Linked DNA regions of Mus musculus: regions 2 and 3 are each linked to region 1. Evidence: chromatin contacts called from public Hi-C and HiChIP or PLAC-seq data. All regions are on one chromosome and are shown on one strand. The core of a region is the stretch at or near the end of the contact, and the rest is flanking DNA. Distances in the headings are between cores, read along the strand shown. Region 1 holds the start of Arpp21 (cyclic AMP-regulated phosphoprotein, 21). Region 2 has its middle 21 kb from the start of 4930545L08Rik. Region 3 has its middle 220 kb from the start of Gm24957.

What was found. A called contact is a pair of places that touch in the nucleus more often than the background predicts. HiChIP or PLAC-seq counts read pairs in DNA pulled down with a chosen protein or histone mark.
Region 2: a contact with region 1 is called in an H3K4me3 HiChIP or PLAC-seq map of neural tube, with 7 times the contacts expected there. The contact joins the enhancer-like site here to the promoter of Arpp21 in region 1. A contact is called at or near these places in 11 of 39 promoter capture datasets (the C10 cell line, cranial neural crest, embryonic stem cells and 5 more), 1 of 15 datasets of contacts at CTCF or cohesin (large pre-B cells), 10 of 484 Hi-C or Micro-C datasets (the AML12 cell line, cerebral cortex, cortical neurons and 6 more), 5 of 115 datasets of contacts at active chromatin or transcription factors (embryonic forebrain, embryonic midbrain, forebrain and 2 more) and 2 of 9 other capture datasets (liver and pancreatic islet).
Region 3: a contact with region 1 is called in a Hi-C map of cortical neurons, with 2.4 times the contacts expected there. The contact joins the enhancer-like site here to the promoter of Arpp21 in region 1. A contact is called at or near these places in 7 of 39 promoter capture datasets (3T3-L1-derived adipocytes, the C10 cell line, embryonic stem cells and 3 more), 4 of 484 Hi-C or Micro-C datasets (cerebral cortex and cortical neurons), 4 of 115 datasets of contacts at active chromatin or transcription factors (VIP interneurons, embryonic basal ganglia, embryonic forebrain and 1 more) and 3 of 9 other capture datasets (adipose tissue, liver and pancreatic islet).

What each region holds. Positions count from the first base shown.
Region 1 is chr9:112,231,926-112,234,625 of GRCm38.p6, forward strand. Arpp21 (cyclic AMP-regulated phosphoprotein, 21) reads right to left here and starts at 1,387. Exons shown (of 21, transcript NM_001362020.1): 1 at 1,167-1,387. It also overlaps a transcript of 2900079G21Rik not described here.
Region 2 is chr9:111,938,694-111,941,401 of GRCm38.p6, forward strand. No RefSeq gene overlaps it. Among named protein-coding and RNA genes, the nearest start is that of 4930545L08Rik, 21 kb to the left of the region's middle. Within about 2 kb of position 1,343, at least 6 of the 459 cell types and tissues checked have an H3K27ac peak or open chromatin away from gene starts, as enhancers often do. A contact at or near this core is called in cortical neurons and neural tube, where this site is marked.
Region 3 is chr9:112,743,358-112,746,193 of GRCm38.p6, forward strand. No RefSeq gene overlaps it. Among named protein-coding and RNA genes, the nearest start is that of Gm24957, 220 kb to the left of the region's middle. Within about 2 kb of position 1,289, at least 7 of the 459 cell types and tissues checked have an H3K27ac peak or open chromatin away from gene starts, as enhancers often do. A contact at or near this core is called in cortical neurons and liver, where this site is marked.

The DNA.
Region 1 (2,700 bases), core at 137-2,636:
CAAGTTTATGACAGAAAAATCAACCCAAAATTCCCACAGCAGAAATTCAGATTATCACCATATCTGAAGCTGGTGGTAGTTTTTTTGAATCTCAGAATGTTTCATAAGGTCCAACCCATCTGCCACAGCAGAACAATGATTCAGGAATTTGAAATTAAATCTGCATTCATTACCCAACATTCTCACAGCCTATATTAAAAATAGTAGACACACAGGAAGTCCCCAGTTAGCATCTCCTCTAAGTTTTCAGAAACTCAAATTATTGAGTCTTCTTTCTAAGAACCAGCAAAGACGCTGAAGGAGCATCTAACCAGCTATTCAGAGAGAATTCTCTCATCCAAACCGATTGATTTCCATCGATAAGCTATAAGGACCCGATTCAAAAGACCACCTCTGCAGCCCGCTTTACCTTCCCACTCCCTTCTGCTCTGCAGTCTCCACAGCAGCACAGGGCTCTGTCTGTTCTCGGGCTCCTTTCATTGCAGAGTGAGATGCCCACTCCTTCATTAAACAGCGTTAAAAAACAGACTGCAAGGAACTCCTCAGTGCAGCACGCTCTAACAGGGTGATTGCTACAGTTCTCAAGTAACCACACTCAACTGAGATCTATGACAAGCAGTCACTGAGAGATTGGCAATGTGCAAATCTAATAAAACACACACACACACACACACACACACACACACACACACACACACACACTTGTCTGGGTCTGAACTGAATTACCAGCAAAAAGAAATCACCATATAGTGAATGAAATTAAGTCACCAAGAAACCTAATGGTATTCCCCGGAGGAGCTGTTTAAGTTTCTTTAAATATGCCTCATCCAAAGTACTGTTAAATAAGCACTCACCGAGAGGAATAGTTACTTTGTCATTCGGACGACATAAATCATACCCGGAAAGGAGAAACTAAGACATGTATAATACAATGGTCTAAAGCAATGCCTTTAAATTTACACAGAAACCAAATCATATTAGCACAGACGAGCATAGCAAGAGATGATCTTTTCCCAATCTTTGAGAATGGAAACATGTATCACTTTAAAAAGACATCTAAATGTATTCTCTAGAAATATAAAAATAGCCTGCCAGTCAAAGCGATTAGAAAGCAAAGGAAGATGAGGACAAAGGACACTGAGAATCAGACATAAGCAGGTACATACCTTGAAGGGCTACATAACCCCGAAGACAGGGTCTCTCATGTTAAGATCACTCTGCTATTTGAAGGAAGCATAACTAGCCCTAGTGCCTTCCAAATGACTGTCTTTCATGAAAATGACATTAGCTAAAATGCCACTCAGACATCAAGCCCTATAGTAACATAATCCTGAAAGAGAGGGTCTACTTAGGCTGAAGAGCATATCAAAGGCTCTCTGATTTTCACAGAATTACAAAAAAAAAAAAAAAAAGGAAACAAGAAGTGCCTCCCTGCCTGCCCTGTCTACTTTGCTGCTTACTTAAAGCAGTAAACTGCAGAGTTGGGTTCCAAGGCAGATGAGGAAAGGGTGGGCACAGTTTAGATTTATTCTGCATTGGAGCAAAATTTGAAAAAAAAATACAGATTCATTTCCATTCTAGAGACTGTCATTCTAGCTTGCAGAAGCTGCATCCTTTGAGAAGGCAGAGAGCGAAATGATGGTCTCCATCTGCAACACGTTCTTAGGGGGACCATTTCTAGCAACCTCACCGTACACCTCCCATCCCGCCATGACATTACCTTCCTCATTGCTTTTTTTTTTTCTTAAGACTTAGGCTCCAGTCTTAGTCTGTGTCTGTAAAAGGTGATCAAGCTTTGAATTTAATACATCCGTGACATCCATGCTAAGCCATGTAATTTCTCTTCCGAAGAAACTTTTTAAAACACTTGCCTGATACAGATCCAATCCTACTATCACATTTATCACCCGAGACAGATAACGTTACACCAGAGGCTGTCATGGAAATGACTTCAAGATTTAAAAAAAATAAAGCAAAAAATTATCCTCCTCTCCCTCCCTTCTCCGACCTCTTGGGACCCAGGACCTCTGTGGTAACTGAGGAAAGTGACAAGTTTTCAACTGAAACAAGAGAATGTCCAAACTTGGCACCATAAAACCCATATAAAATTACTGGAAACTTCTGTTACAGAAAGCATCGTCCCTTTCAATTCCCTTCCCAGATTTCAATTTCTGCCTGCTTTGAGGGAAAGAGAGTCCACCCATGCCTTCCGCCGAGACATAGAAACAAGATAAACAACACAGAAACGACAAACAGGTCAAAGGGAAAGCACAGATAGATGGTAGAAAGAAAAAAAAAGGGGGAGGGGGCAGCAGAAGCAGAAAGCCCCAACAGCCAGACACAAAGGGCTTGTGATGCTCATGTCGGAAGACTTGGCTCTTTACCTGAAGGAACAGTGGAGTGACCCAGCGTCCCGGGTGCCTTGACTGACTGGATTTCGTTTGGGGCTTTTGTGAGTAATTATTGTTTCTCAGTGAATGCTTTGGTTGGGTCAGTTTGGTTTGTGGCTTGCCTTTGTTGTTTGGTCGATTTATTTTAACTGCTAGCAAAAGGAGCCCTTGGCTTGGAGGCAGGGGTCCTCGCGCTGCCCAGGCACAGCGCTGGTGGGGAACGCGTGGCTGCGGCTGTTGGACTGTCACCGCTCCGGACGCTTGGAGGTCTTCGCTGCTAGAGAGTCTGTATGTCACCACAGGCTGCTGA
Region 2 (2,708 bases), core at 93-2,592, 290 kb before region 1:
GAGCACCACGGAGAAAAAGACAAGGAAAGGGCTTTAACATATGAGTCTGGCAGAGCTACAGGACACGGAGGACTGTATGCACAAGGTGACCACACAGGGAGTATGCTGAGCAAAGCCATCAACTCCCCCAGATAGGAACAGAAGTATCTTCAGAAGAGGATCTGTAAGAGCTTCCTAGGATGAAGAAAGTATGTTTTCCCTTGAGTCTATGGTCACAGACAAGATGCATCCTATATAAACCTAAACAATTTACCAGTATCACTTTAAACAAGCGTTAGAAACCCATCCAAATCTGAGGCAGGAGCATACTCAGCACGCACCTACCCATGGCTGAGGTACTAGGCTGTCATTTCATCTAATGAGACAACCCATACCATACAGGACCTTACCCAGAGAGACTCCATAATTCTGCCCCATGAGGAGCATGGGGCTGTCTTGTAACAGCAACTAAAGCCACCATTTCAGTGTCTGGATCCTGCCAATACAAGATAACACTGATAAACACCACAGCCTCCCACCAATAACACTAGAGAGTAATTTAAGTTTAAAGGCTTCAGCTAACTTCTTGTTGTGAGCCAGGCAGAGGACAGAGGAGCAGAAGAATAAAGAGGGCTCTGTACTCTGTTTCTAGGATATATGCTGGGGTCGCATGGGAGCCCAGTCTCTTTTTTAATGGGCATTGTGTTTGTGAGTCAGTATGAATGGGCATGAGTCTCCACCTAGATCAGGTTTCAGTGTCTTCCTCACTGGGCTGTAGTGCTGGGAGTGAAGGCTGGACCATACAGGTTGTTGTCAGGGAGACACAAGATGCCCAGGTTGGACCACTGTGATAGTTGGCAGGGCTCTCCACAGCAGGCCGCTATGCTATCTGCTCAGTCATTTCTCCACACCTCATACAACACGATGCATTCGTCTAAAAGAACAAAAGAATGACAGTGGGCCAGTCCATCAGCTGTATGGGTGAAAATAACAAGAACAGTTGTGAGTAGGGGATGACAGCAGTCAAAAGCCAAAGGAGAAGTCAGGACCTGATGCTGACTCTGGGTGGATGCACGATGTCCCAGATTTACAGGCTTCTAACAATAGGGGGCGATAGGAGCCCATGTTGCCTCTTTGTTCTGCTTGCTAAAACTTAGACCCTTTTCTGGCTCCCAGAAGCAGTTCCCAAGTGAAGTATGCATGTGCTGTTACTTGTACCTTGCATAGCTCTTCCGTGGGTTAAACAGGGTCAGTATTATCTGGCTGATGTAATTGCAAGAGACTCCATGGAGATGTTCCCACAACATCCTGAGAGTGGTAACACCCAGCCTTCCCATAGCAGCCCTGAGCAAGGCTGTAGCGAGAGGCATTAGTGCTGCTGAGCTCTGAATTGTTTCCAGACCCCTTTCTTGCTTCCACCTCTCCCAGAAGATGATCTGTGTATTGCCTGGTTTGCATTAGGATTGGGAGGACAGAAATGCACCTGGGAGTTGATAATGTAGCTTATCTTTTCGTTTGTCCAGTCAGTTTCTTCTCCCTACTCATTTTCCAGGGGATGTGATCAATGCCTGAAGCCCCAGATATTGCCAATGATTGTAATCCTGCATCTATCTGTTGTGAGAGAGAAGCCACTCTGGATCACCAAGAATTGTGGTTGTTGGACACAGGTTCAGGGTGGGACACGGTTACCTTAAGTCGTCTGGAAGCCTTTCAAGTGGTCCTTGAGTATTGAATTCTGGGCATTCTCAGGAAACAGTCTGGAGGATGTAAGAATCGCATGTTATAGGAAGTTCTATACGTGGTGGCTCAGTGGCTATGCTCTTGGGAAAAGACATCCCATATGAAGCCTCTCGCTCCTTCCCTCTTCACAGTATCCTGTAAACCACTAATATGTCAAAGAACGAAAGCTTCTAGGGTAGAATCAACTCCAGCCCTGGCTTCATAAAACAGGGATGCTTTGACTTTCCCTGCTCCTGTTTTAAACATTTAACTAAGGTTTTTAGTGAAGGACTCTCAATTCCTCAGGTTGCTTCATGGCCAAGGGGGGGGGGGAACTCTGTAACTCTTAAGGGTGGTTATTTTCCCTTCTTCGTCTTTTTCTTTCAAACCAAACACTGACATTGTTTGTCACTGTGCTAAATATACTAGTATTTATCTCAGTATTTTTTTTCGATCACCACAGGCAGTGTTAGGGGGCTGGTTTCTGATTAACAGATGCCACAAGGGGCGTCATTGCTGTGAGCCTGTCACATTACATTTTAACACAAAACTTCTACAAGCAGTGGTCCAGAGCTGCCCATAACCATTTCCTGTGGAAGATACATTACAAGAAGCATGGCTCTAACTGATAGGAAAGAAAGAGTTTCTGGAGTGGAAGACTTTCTCTGAGAATGCTCTCTATTTATAAGACACAGCAGTCAATGCCATGGCCAGGGGCATAAGTGACATCCTTTTAGATGTTTCGGTTGTTTATTTTCCTCCTGCTGTTTTCTTTTAAGATTAAAAAAATAATAACAATAAAAAGAGCCTTTTCAGAAACCGCCCTTAATTGACAGAGCTTCACCTCCCTTCCTGTCTCTGTTAATGAAACATCCTGCCTTCAACTTGGAAACAGTCAAGTGTGTGATGATTTGTAGCAGACAAGGTAAATGGTGCTCGTTCTGTTCTCCCCCAGCATCTTGAGTGGGGCCTTTGAAAAGGCCCGTCACTGTTTTCATCATCGGCAGGAT
Region 3 (2,836 bases), core at 39-2,538, 510 kb after region 1:
CTTACCACACAGGCTGACTAAACACTGGGATCCTTTCTCTGCCATCTTTGGATGCTTCACCACCTCAGAAACACGTGTGACCTTGAGTCGTCCTCTAGACACATTTACTGGTGTTAGGTGGACAACAAGCTCTCTGGTTCGTGTTCACCTCATGAGGAGAGACTGCTCTGTGAATCATGAGCATGGATTTCTAAAAAAAAAAATCCATATTTCATTGTTTGGAAAGCTGGCTCCTCACTAGATAGTCCGATGATTTAATTGTTGTGCTGCCTTCAATGATTTTAATAATCAAGCACTTGGCATAAATTTAAGAAAGTACCAGTGAGTCCACAGGAGTTACTTAATTGTTATATAATCATTGTTCCTCCTAAAAACAACTTATTCTTTGTTGATATGGTAATGGCAGTCCATTAGGTGTCCATTAGGGTATTCCTTATGGAACCTGACACAAGAAACAAATGCTACCATTTGCAAATTAATGTTTGTTTTATGAAACAAAAGACTTTCCCTTCTAAATGATCCTGTGGTGTCTGGGGTCTGTGACAGAGGTGGAAGGCAGGGGAAGAGCATTATTGTAGGGACAGTGTGAGAGCTGTCAGAGCAGGCTTAAGGTCACAGACACTCCTCAGGGTGCAGCTGCAGACACAGTTGATATGGGCTCTCTATACTTTCTGTGGCATGGCTTTTTCTGGGTTGAATTGCTCTAGTGCCCCAGAACTTTGTACCTGGCCTTGCTACTCCCTCGACTGAGAGAGTGCCAACAATTTGGCAGTAGAAACAAAAAACAAAAGCATACACTTTTAATGATCAAATGAATCTTGTCCTCTCAAAATTACATTTTAACTTTTAAAATATACATGTTTCTATCTAAATCTAAAGTTCATTTATATGTTCAATTATGCATTATATACAAAATGTCTTGATGAGGTCTCTGGATATATTTTAAGTAGACTTAAAATAACTAAACCTTTGGTCCAAAATTTGTACCATGTTCTCTGTCCAACAGTCAGGGAAAAACCATCACTTATCTGGCTAGGAATCAACTACAGTTACACATAAATAGATACCACATTGTCCAACAAAACCAACAGTTTATTGGTTGTGTGTGTTTTAAACATTTGTGTTATATGTGTACATGGGTATGTGTACATTGCAGAAAGCAGAGATCAATGTCTTCTTCCCTCATTGGTAATTCTCCACATTACTTTTTGAAAGAGGTTATCTTACTGACCCAGCACTTCCCTATTTGTCTAGACTAGTTAGCCACCAAGTCCATTGAACTCCTGTCTCCATCCTCAATTCCCTGCCCCCTAATGCTAGGGTCACAAACATGAGTCAGGTAAAACTATTTAGATCAATCCTGGAGATCTAAATTTGGGACTTCACACTTGTGTGGCAGTCCTGTTACCAACTGCTTCATCTCCCCAGCAACGGCTTTTTGTTTTCGTATGCTGTTTCAGCTGCTAAAAATACCCTGTGTTTATTTCACTCCTGTTTTCTCCGTGTCAAGCTCCACTCACTCCTGTTTGCCTTCTGGAGTTTGCTTGATCCATCCTCGTCTCCTTCCTGCAAAACTACTTCAGTGGTTAGGCATCATGTCTGATCGTCTGACATCTAATTATGCTCCTCAAATTGCTATGTAATTGAAGCTTCTAAGTGATATGACACAAAGTCCAGGTAGCTTACAAGCCGTCCTCTAACATGTTAAGCATCATAGAATGTTAAGTAGATCCTTGATGGTATGCATATGAAATGATTGTTTTGTTGAACACTGGTAATTCAATGAATCCATAATCTAACTACCTATGCTACTAAACTATGCCCTGAGGGGCATTTCATTTACTTTAAAAAATGGATTGAGATATATTATGAAATTAATTGTGTGTGTCTAAAATGTGTAGATTATACAATAACAACCACTTGGGAATTTCAGTGATTTGACATTGAACGCAGGTTGTTAGTATCTGGAAAATGAAGAAGAAGAATAATTCTATTTTATGAAATTTCACACCAATGAAAATTAAAACATTTTTGGGACACTGAGTTCAGGAAAAATAGGATTTTCTTATTGAAAACAGATGTTTCTCTCGTAAAATATATCCCAACCACAGTTTCCCCGCCCTCTGCTTCTTCCAGCCCCTTGAACTCCACCAGATCCATATCCTCCTCCACTTACTCTTCCGAAAAGAGCAGGCCTCCAAGAGATGACATCCTAACAGAACAAAACAAGATATAATAAGACAAGGTAAAAGCCCTCATATAGAGTCTGGACAAGGCAACCTGACTGAGAAAAAGAGTGCTAAGACCAAGCAAAAGAGTCAGAGCTATACACCCAAGAGGAGTTTTGTTCTGGTATGAGGGATATATTCCTAAATCCTGGAACACAGAGGATCTCTGCTAGATTTCATAATGCCTTCCAAAGCTAAATGTAGTAGAATTTTTTTCCTGTGAAAAACTGGCAAATATCAGCTTGCTGAGCAGGGGCAGAGAGCTTCAGTTGATAGTGTTCAATCTCCTGTGAAGGTCAACACACTTTACAAAACAACATCAGTCCCAACAAAACAAAGGTAGTTTATTAAGACACTCTGTAATTAGGACAATATTCCCATACGGGACAAGAAAACAGAGATAAAAATATGTTTGCCTCCAATGATCTAGATCTCTAAGCAGATAAACAATATTTTAATTAAAAGCAAGCATGTGAAAATGTTCAAGCAGTACTCCTGAGCACGGCAATGAAAAGTTCTCCGTCTTTAGTTCACCCTTGGAGATAATTAAATTTCAGAGTTTCTGCTTTAAATTTTTTCTGATGATTTCCAACTGATGTCTATTACTC